Linked DNA regions of Cricetulus griseus: region 1 is linked to region 2. The links are chromatin contacts, called in public Hi-C maps. All regions are on one chromosome and are shown on one strand. Each heading gives the region's core, a stretch centred on a gene start, on an enhancer-like site or on the middle of the called end of the contact. The rest is flanking DNA. Distances are from core to core; before and after follow the strand shown.

Evidence for each region. A called contact is a pair of places that touch in the nucleus more often than the background predicts.
Region 1: a Hi-C map of fibroblasts shows a contact between it and region 2, with 2.5 times the contacts expected there. The contact joins the enhancer-like site here to the promoter of Mybl1 in region 2. A contact is called at or near these places in 2 of 8 Hi-C or Micro-C datasets (the CHL-YN cell line and fibroblasts).

The regions. Positions count from the first base shown.
Region 1 is chr2:150,593,396-150,598,751 of CriGri-PICRH-1.0, forward strand. No RefSeq gene overlaps it. Among named protein-coding and RNA genes, the nearest start is that of Vxn, 32 kb to the right of the region's middle. Within about 2 kb of position 2,191, at least 4 of the 6 cell types and tissues checked have open chromatin away from gene starts, as enhancers often do. A contact at or near this core is called in fibroblasts, where this site is marked.
Region 2 is chr2:150,517,249-150,522,441 of CriGri-PICRH-1.0, forward strand. Mybl1 (myb-related protein A) reads left to right here and starts at 2,621. Exons shown (of 15, transcript XM_027398873.2): 1 at 2,621-2,926. The coding sequence starts at 2,907.

The sequences.
Region 1 (5,356 bases), core at 941-3,440, 76 kb after region 2:
TCCCAGCAGATTTCAAACCAAATACAGACTGCTCTAGCAACTAGCCAGCTGCAGATGTTCAGGTGGTCCAGCCTAACAAATTGCTCCAAGGGCTGCCTGCAGGTCTCTAACCCCAGATGGTCCTGCACAGCCTGGTCAGCCAGTGAAATAGCCTGCTCTTGGCCAGCATTCCAGCTTCCTTGGGCACCCCCAACAATGATGCCCTGCTGTCAACAAGAAGTAGTCATAGAAGATTAACCTACCACCCCTTATCATTTATTTATTATCAACAAAAAGGCTAGAATGGTAGGTTTCATACCTGGGACTAACGCCTGAGGTGCCTATTTAACACATCAAAGTGGACCTGGACTCCAGGTTCTCCCAGCATCTATCAGCCCCTACCTGTTATAGGGTCCTTCTGGCTGTCATATCCCACCCTCTACCCTAGACTTCCCCAGCCCAAAGGCTGGGCTGCCCTTCCCTATATAATCCAACCATTTTGGTTACCCACCCTTTTTGTACCTTTGGGCCTCCTGGCTGCTTGCACCTGGTTCCCTTCTCTCTTCTCCCTTCCCTTCCCTTCCCTTCCCTTCCCTTCCCTTCCCTTCCCTTCCCTTCCCTTCCCTCCCTTCCTTCCCTTCCCTTCCCTTCCCTTCCCTTCCCTTCCCTTCCCCGTCTCTCACAAGGCTCAAGGTGACTACTCTGGACTCTCCCAGAATCCCCTGGCTCTGGTTATGCTCTCCCATTTATCTACAGTAAACTTTCTACTCCACCATACCTAGGAGCAGTCATGTCCTTACTTTTTTTTATTTCTTTTTTTTTCATTCAATCTCATTACATTACTAAATTTATTTCTTTAAGGTTACTTTTGCTTTTTGTCCTCTTCTAGAGAAGGCAATTTAAAGCACAGCATTAAATTTTGGATGGGGATGTATTTCTGAAATCTCCATCACAAATTCAGGTTTTGTGGTGGAGGAGGAGGCCCCTCCCCCACACACTCAGAATCACCCAGGTGGGAACCAGGCCAGTGGTTTTATTGACTGTACACTCAGGCAGAGTGAAGAGGTTAGAAATGTCCCTGGGTGGAGGAATGTTCTCACAGCATCAAGAGGCCTACCTGCTTTCCCTGTCCATTGCCCCCTCTCACCACATACGCCACAGGGGTTTTTTTGTGTCAGGGAGGCCAGGGCATTGCCCTGTGTTATGCACACTGTTTGTACTGTTGCCCTGGACATTGGGATGACAACTGAGCCACTGTCTTTCGCAATTAGCTTACCTGCTGAGTAATGGGCTGGCTGAGGGCCCTTCTTGGCCTCCTGCCTCCTGGAGCCACAGGCAACATTTTCTTTTTGAAAAGAAGCTGTGGCTCCAGTCAGGAACATGGAGTTTCTATCCTTCTAATCATGTGTAGCTCAATGAAAGCTCATCCCACTGTCTTGGTTGGACTATCACTTGAGCGGAGGTACTTTAAGCAGTTAGCTCAGAGCCTGGCACATGTAAACGGTATACATCAGCTCCTGTTAATGGAGCTGTATTTGTCTTCATATGCAACAGTCCGCTGAACCCAGAGTGGAGGGCACAGAAGGATATGTGGCTTCAACCTGAGGATGCGGGTCCATCATGACATGCAGCCTCAGGTTGTGTGTATCAAGGTATCTCCACCCAGTTCAGGGACCAGGGATAGCTTTTTACACTCCTCCTCAGGCTGGATGAACAGAGCATAAGATAATGAAGCCAGAACAGGAACATCCCTCCTCATCCCAACTTCCTACTTCCCCTGGGCTCCAGCTCTAGCCACATCCTAGGAAAGAGCAAGTTGCAGAAGGGGAAGGGTAGTTTCACAATGGCATCCATCTCCCAGCAGTTGCAGAGCAGTCTGCCCCAGGAGCTGGCCAGGCGCTAGAGAACCAAGATGACAAGCAGTTTTGACTTCCTTCTAGTGTCTATACGGTAGCAAGAGGGCAGGTCCTTTCACTCCTGAGGCATAAAGGGAGGTCTCTCTAGATGAGAGAGTACCCCCCCACCCCATCCCAGCACCCCTTACCCCATCCCTGCCTCTACACCGTACCTGCTATTCTGCAAGTAAGGGCTCTTGGGGGCAGTTTTCATGGTACACAAATCTCCTGGATTTGTGGGGCTTGTGTGTGAGACTTCATAGCCTTCTCTCCTGGTGAGGTCACTGTTTCTTTCCTTGGCCTGGGTGAATAGCAGGAATGTGATTCAGGAGTGCTTGTCTGTGACACACCAAACCCTGTCTGGTTATACCCAACCAGACAAGCTCCCACCACACTTGGTCCCTCAGTAGTGCTTCCATCCTGAGGGTCCTGGACTCTGCCTTAAAGCCTAGTGAGGCTGGATGAGCAGGGCTTGGCCTCCTTCCTCTGGGTTGGAGCACACAGGCAGGGCCTGCAATATCCTTTGTAGGTTTCAGCTGTAGGCTAATTTTGCTGGTAGGGAATGCAGGCAAGAGGCCAAGGGCAGCAGTTGGCAGCAAGTAGAACCTTTTGAATTCAAAAGAGTAGTCACCACCCACGTCTTGCTTGTGAGCCAAGGGTCACTGGCCTGTACAGACCTGGCACAGTGTGTGGCTACCTGGGGCTGCAGGATTAGCCCAGATGCTACGGTGGGAAATGGGGAACCTTGGGTTCAGCCAGCCTCGAGCCCCTCCCCTGCCCACCATCTTCTGAGAACCCTGGCCCCTGGGCTCAGGAAATGATTCTATTTCAGTCCCTGCTTAGTGTTCAGTCCTCACGCCTGCCTTGCTGCCTGAGTCACTTCTCCCCACCCAGCTCTGCTTCTTCTGAATGGGGTAGATCATCACAACACCATATGTTAGCACAATTCACAATTTCCAAAGCCTGTTTAGGCCTGGACTCTGCTGGGTTTTCATATGGCTATGAGGTGGATCAAGTAGGTAATTCAATTTGAGTGCATAGGTGAGGCAAAATAGGGGCCCAAAGATATTCAAGCAGTAAGGAAACTGTCTCAGTATAAGAAAAGTGAGGTGGCAACCTGGCACCATTCTTCTTGCCTGTAGTTTCTACACTGTCAGGGGTCCATAGCAATTGGGCTGAATGGTGGGACCCTGTCAACAGTTTTCTGTGTTCTACATAGAGGACACTTGCTTCTGATGAGTGTTACACTGTGAATGCAAAGAATTTAAAACATCACTTTCTAGTCCAAAGACAGTCTCCTCTCCATCCCTCCAATCACCTTCTTTCTCTAAGGTCTATATAACTTGTGACAAGGTAAAGGGCAAGCCCATCATACCTTGGTTCACTTCATGCTGATGTGGTCTATACTTCAGTCTAAAGACAGGCTCATTCTAATGCATTGTCTCTAGGAGGACAGTCACGAATTTGAGAACTGGTGATGGTGAATACTGTCATAAATTATGGCTTCTGACATGTGGGACATTGCCTATGACTACCGTCCATAGAAAAGTCAACGGTGAGGCCCAACAACCAGAGACAACATGGGATGAAGGCTCAGGGTCGCCCTGGGCATTTTCAACTAGTGTGGAAGTGTTCCAGGATTCTCACCTGAGCAGCCATACTAAAATCAGCTGCATATTGGCACAGGTGATTTTGTTCAACCATTTCTGGGACATGGAGGAAGGTAGGACATTTTCTTTTCAACCAACGAAGAAAGTGAACTCAGAAGTCTTCATGAGGTTGCACAATGACCCAAGTTCTCATTGTCAGGGTTTCTGCTAGTTGGAAGTGTAGAGCATGGGGTACTCAAGACTGGAGGCTTTGGGTGGAAGAGACGAGAGTCCTGGGTGGCCAAAGAGCCCTGGGGTCTTAGGCCCTTCTAGAGGTCAAGGTGTAGTGTGTGGGGAAAGCAAGGAAGGGAACAGAAAGGGTACGTGTGTATGTATGTATGTGTGTGTGTATTTATGGAAAGTTGATAAGCAGAGGGAACAACATGGCGATGCTGAGACCAAGCTTGCCCTCACTGATTAGCTTTGGTCTGAACTAGTCCTGGGTGGTACCAAGAAACGATATGCATAGTTTATGCAGCCTCTTGTCTTCATCTAAAGGCTGGCATCTGGAGAACAAGCTTGTTCTTGGGACATTATCTGTAGCATCTAGTCTGTTACAAATAGCTGTGTCTTGTGGAGTGAAGCTGCTGCTGAACTGATGTTCCCCCAGCCCTCTGCCAAGCCCCTCCATTTCCTGGTGGGTAGAGTGCTTAGCTTTGTGGAGTGTGACATGAACAAAGCAGGACGACATTGAGGTGGGCCTCTCCCTGGAGCTCAGGTGGTTGGATAAGACACTCAATTTGTTTCTCGTGGGTAGACCCCAAAATACAGGTCAGCATTCACTCAGCACTCCAGGGACACCTGTCTATCGGGGGTCAGGAAGGATTCAGACCACCTGCCCCACTGGAAAATGATGGCTTCTTTAGGTTGAAACAAAGCCTCAGTCACCTGGAGACAGGGGAATTTGCCTTATGGCAAATGTGCTCTCTGGGCTAGCCTAGAGCTCAATCCTGTGACCCCTGCCTGTAATACCAGCTATTTGGGAGTCCAATGGGAGAGGACTGCAAGTTTGGGGTCAGTCTATACAACTTGGTGAGAACTTGATTCAAAATAAACTTTAAAAATGAGATAGGAGAGGGTTGAGTGTGTTGTCCAGCAATAGAGTTCTTGCCTAGTGCTAGAAAGGCCTGGATTAAACCCTAGTACTGAAGAAAATTGGAGAGGTAAGTGATGGTGTGTGTTACCCCAGAAAGGGCACTTGCCTTGGACCTGAGAAATCTGAGGGGTGTGGGGAGAGACCTGGACACAGAGTTGTAAGAGCCTCTCAGCTTGGATCTTTTACAGACTCCAACAAGGGCCAAGGGTGCAGCCAGTATAGGCTTAGCCACCCTGTCCATGACTGTGCCAGTGTCAAGTTCAGTCTGCTGCTCTTTCTCCACTTTCCTGATCCTTCTCAATGAAGGTAGATATGAATCTTGTCCCAGGTCCCACGTGTCACATCAAAGGGCCAAGTGTGGGGGCTGGTCTTCAGAGCAGGCCTCCTTGTCCTTTGAGAGGGGACAGGAGTACGCTTGTCAGGGTGGAGGATGGCATTCTGGTGAATAATTAGAGATTGGAGTGCAAATTCTACCCTGACTCCCCCACCCCCTCATCTTTGCCTGTGCTCTTCCTCATTTATCTCTCTGAGTCTGCCAACTTTGTGTCAGAGACGACATGTCACATGATTCCTTTTTAAAACTGGGTTTGGCTGGCTTGCTTTTCCTACCCACTGCCCATCTGCCGGCTCCAGGCAACCTTGGTGCTGACTGGGGTGGGTTATCTCCAGAGAGAGTAAGGACTGAAATATGTGACTGGCAACTTTATTACCCTACATGTCCTGGAAATGCTGCCTGT
Region 2 (5,193 bases), core at 1,371-3,870:
GTCCAAGGGAATGCGTGTGTTGGATGTTTATTTGTTTATTTATTTTTAGATTTTATTTATTTATTATGTCTTCTGCTTGCATGCTAGCAGAGGGCACCAGGTCTCATTCAAGGTGGTTGTGAGCCACCATGTGGTTGCTGGGAACTGAACTCAGGACCTCTGGAAGAAGAGTCAGTGCTCTTAACCACTGAGCCATCTCTCCAGCCCCTGGATGTTTATTTTTAAAATCGTGTGTGTGTGTGTGTGTGTGTGTGTGTGTGTGTGTGTGTGTGTGTGTGTGTGTGTGTGTGCATGTGAGCTTGTGTGTGCACCACACTTTGAATGTGGAGGTCAGAGGATAACAACATTAGGCGTTGATCCTTGCCTTCCACTTTGTGGCAGAGTCTTGTTCACCACTACATGAAAGCAGTCTAGCTGACCTGAGAACTTGCAAGTATTCTACTTCCAACCTTGCTATAGGAGCTCTGGATTACGGAGACACATACTCGTTGATCCCGACTCACATAAGTTCTAGAGATAGGAACTCCGGTCCTCTCTCACATTTGCATGGCAAGGGCATTACCCACTGAGCCATCTTCCCAGCCCTAGAAGTTTACTTTTATTTATTTATTTTTTGTTGGTTTTTCGAGACAGGGTTTCTCTGTGGCTTTTGAGGCTGTCCTGGAACTAGCTCTTGTAGACCAGGCTGGTCTCGAACTCACTGAGATCCACCTGCCTCTGCTGGGATTAAAGGCGTGGGCCACCAATGCCCGGCTAGATGTTTACTTTTAAAGAAAACCGCTCAAATCTGTTTGATACATTTGAGCTAGTGTATACAAATGGCTGTGAACTATTTTAATTTCATACTTCATCCAATTTTATAAGATTTAAATGATTTTGTATTTTTTTAGATTTTTTAAAAATAGATTTTATAATAGCATACAAAGGTAATACTATTTTTTTTAGAACGTTTCTCTATAAAAAACGATGGGAATCAATTTTACTTCAAAATCTGAAACACTTGCCTCCAAGTTTTACAAAGGTAGTCTGAGGGTCTAAAACTGGATCATAACTTAAACATATCAGTTTTGCTTCCTATTAGAATATAAATGGAATAATGTGTGATCCAAGAGGAAATACGAACGCACTGATTCCAAATGACATTTGAAGACTAAGAGGAGGAGCTTGCCATCGCACTCCATAATCTAGCCCTGACAGAAGTTGAGATAGGAAGATCATGAAGCCAGCCTGGGCTCCACAGTGAGTTCGAGGTCAGCTTGGGCTACATAACAACACCTTACCTCAAAAATATTAATTTCTAAATTAGTTTCTCTCTTTAGAAGTTACTAAGTAACCCAGAAGATAATATTTTTAAAGTGCTTTTCCTTTCCAGAATCTGTACCTGGGGAAAAAGGAAGGGTTTTTGTTTGTTTGGTTTTGTTTAAAGCAAGTGCTATCTATCTGATGGTAACAAACTGCAAGCTCATCTTGATTTGTATTTGCACCTGTATCTCTGATTTGCAAAGACGATGCGTACGGTTTCAAAATAGCAAAACTGTCAGTTTGTTACAATATTAACCTGTGGGTCAGCACTCTATGCAGTAGAGCATGGTGCCTTGCAAATTTGGGCTCTTCACCGTGTCTAATAGTTACTGTAGTTAATAATCTCCTGTGTGCTTCTTTAACCGTGTAATTCATAATTGTTAGAGAAGTTGAAACTGCAAGAAGCTCCTTTCCTTATGCAAGATTCCCAGATTCCTGCAGCTTTCCGGGGCAGTTCCGGAGCTCCCGGCTCCTTCACCCCCCCCCCCGCCCACGGCGCCTAGCATCCCACCCCCTTTGTAGATGGAGTACGTAGTTAAGCTTCTTGAGCACCACTCCTCTGCTATTCCACGCAAGTCTGCAGATAACGTCTTCCCCTTGTCACACTTATTCATTTTGGGGGAAAACAAGTGATGATGCCACAGGGTCTTGGCCACTTTCCTTGTCATTTCTGAGCAAAACTAGTTCACACATGCTTTAAAAATAACGGCTGCGCCAGCTCTCTGGCTAGAAGGTTAAGTGGAAGACCGCGCCCCCTAAGTGGCGCGCGAACGAGGGCCCGCGAGGTCCTCCGCCGCCCAGGACCCCGAGCGTCCGTGTCCCAGGGGTACGACCCGCACCGCTCCGGAGGTGGCGGTGGCGGGATCGGTCCCCGGGCCGCTTCCGGCCCACGCCCCGGAGCGCAGAAACTCGTCTTCCCGGCAACCTCCGCGCGGGGCGTCCCCACCGCCGTGTGGCTCAGACAGCGTTCCGGGTCCTGTCAGCAGCCGGGCCCGCGAACCGGGCCTCGCGCTTCCCTCGGGCTCCGCGGCGCGGCTCCCCGACTCCCGCGAGTTCCAGCCCCGGCTCCCAGCCCGCCCCTCCGGCCCGCCCCTCCGCCCTCCGCCGCGCGCGCGCGCTCCGCCCCGCCCCCCCCCTCGCGCAGCCGCCCCAGCCAATGAGCGTCGGGGCCGCGTGCGCAGATTCAAACGGCGGCTCTTGAGGGAGGCTAGGCGCGAGATTCGGCGGTGCGGACAAAACCCTGCAGGAGGCTGCGAGTGCTGCAGAGCTGCTCGCTGCGGGGAGAGGGCGGGGGTCGGCGCCCGGGACGGACTCCGAGGCGGAGGCGGAGGCGGAGGCGGCGGGAGGGGCGGCGGAGGGCGGGAGCACGCCTCCTGACATGGTGAGGGCATCCCTGGCCGGGCCGGGCCGCGGCTAGGAGCAGCGGGTCTTGGTCCGCCCCTCTGTCCCCCAGTGCCGCCTGGCCCTGACCTGACCGGGCCTGCGTTCCTGAGGGCAGGAGCGGCGGAGGCGGCGGGAGGGTCTAGGAGAGAGAGCATTCGTCTGAGGCTGGAGGAGGCTGACCCGCGTCCCCGCCCAGCCCGCGCCTATGCGGTACTTGAAGGATGGCGAAGAGGTCGCGCAGGTGGGTGGCATCCCCTCGACCCGGGCCTAGCGGCCCTGTCCGGGCTCCCGCCCTCTGTCCTTTCCCGCTGGTCCCCACTCAGGCCCTCTCAGGCCTGGGCACAGGTTTTCCTTCCCGCTGCCCCACTCCCGCTTCGGTCGCGCTGGCCCGAGTCAGGACCGCTGTGTGGGGGGAGAGTGACACATGCTCAGGTTGCTCCTCTGCTTGGGTTCTCCCACAGCGCACAGCCACTCACTCACTCACAGGGAGATTTCCAGTCAGGTAAGTGTGCACTTTTAGGGGATTCGCCACACCAGAAGTGGTTGTGTTTGTCTGGATGACTTGAAACTGGGGTTCTCTCCTCTGACTTGCCGTGCCAATCAAAACAGGATCTCCGTGACAAACCTGGGTGGGCACGGTTCTGGGAAACTCTCCTGAGAGGGGAACCTGCTAAATCTCTTCTGGCATCCCCATACTGCTGTTCTGAGGTTTTTTTTTTTTTTTCTTTTTCTTTCTTTTTTTTTTTTCTTTTTTCTTCTCAGTAGCTTCTGAGAAGATTGTTACGTTGTTACCATCGGCTGGGTAAACTTGATACTAAAACAGTGTGTTGTAGTTACTTTGTGTTCTGAGTGTTCATGGTTGATTCTGACTGTATCTGTGTTGTAACAAGTAGGACACAGTTTTGTTGTTGTTGAAAGATGTACTATGAACCTTTTATTTTAATACCATTGTAATAGCTACTTCTAAGTTGTGTGGAATAATCAGATGACAACAATCCAGTGTATTGATTTTTAGTATTAAGGAAAACTGCAAAGCATTTGGCAGAATTTCCAAATATTTCCGTTTATCTAGATCCGCAGCCTCAAAATCTCAAGAGTTGTATTTCCTGAGTTGAAATTTAGTATTGGGAGTCATTCATTGCAGACTTAGCTTTAAAATAACTACACATAAAATACTTTGTTTTATTCATTTATTATGGTCCTGCAGATATCAACATAAATTTTATTAAGACATAATTGCCTTATCTGTAGCAGTTACAGAATAGATTGGTCATTGAAGTGGAACAAATGTGCATACACCGACAGGCACACAACCTTGACACTGTTATTATTTTGGGTTAGATAGTTGTAGGATTTTTGCAGCATCTTTACCTCTACTCAGTAGAAGACAGTAGCCCTTTTTCCCCAGTCTGGACAACTAACAATATTTACGGATGGTGCCACTTATCTTTTGGGGGATGGAAACAGGAGCATGCAGGTAAGAACTGCTGGTCTTCAACTTCAAGGACATAACATTGCAATCTTTAAAAAAACGTGGTGATTTAAAATAATTAAGATTGCTGGAGTATTGCTTTAGGTTTTTTGAATTTTTAAGTCTAACAGTGTTTTTAAATGATGTAAACTGAAAAGTTAATGTATCAAGCCAGTAAGAGAACCTTGTGTGTATCTACTGTGTGCCATTATCTACTTAGAATCATTGTTAATCTTTCATGAAACAGTATGTTGGCTAATTCTGTCATCATCTTTTAGTGAAAAGTTACTGTTAAATACTGATATATATGAATGCCACATTCTCAGTTTTGTTGTTGTTGTTGTTGTTTTGTCACACAGTTGATCTTGCTTTCTAATAGTAGGCCAAGGAGAAATGACTTAACAATTACTTACTGCAAATTATTTTATTATCAGTCCTGGGAGTTTGTTCTCTAAACATTAATTGTACTGCTGACTTTTATTTCTTGCCAGTTAATTGAAACAATATAGAATGGTGTAAAGAGTTATAAGTCTGGAGTAATTGTGATGCAATGAAACTACACTTCTGCAGGGGGCGGGTATGGGGAGAGGATGTCGTGAAAAATCATCTCTGGTGTGCTTCTTTGGGTTTTCTTCAGTGAGTTTCATGGGCTGTTAAATTTCTTGCATATTTAAAAATGACTCGTGTATATTAGAGGATAATAGAATGAAATGTTTGAGGGTAAAATATTATTCATTGGGCACTCTTCTTTTGGTGAGAATCTTAGTATAGCTGAATTTATAACAGAGAAACAAAGTCATTCAGTATTTTGAGATCTCCAACACACAAACATTTATTAATGTGAATGAAAAATTTTATAAGGATAGAGGCATAAATTCTATAGAAGACACTATGTGATCTGAAAAAAACAGCTAAGATTAGAAAATGTTTACTGTAAATATGAAATAACTGAAAGATATTGGTTCTTTTTATTTTTTTAATAGCTGCAGAGTCTCACTGAGATTTGCATATAGGAAAAGGTCATGTAGTATTGTGAC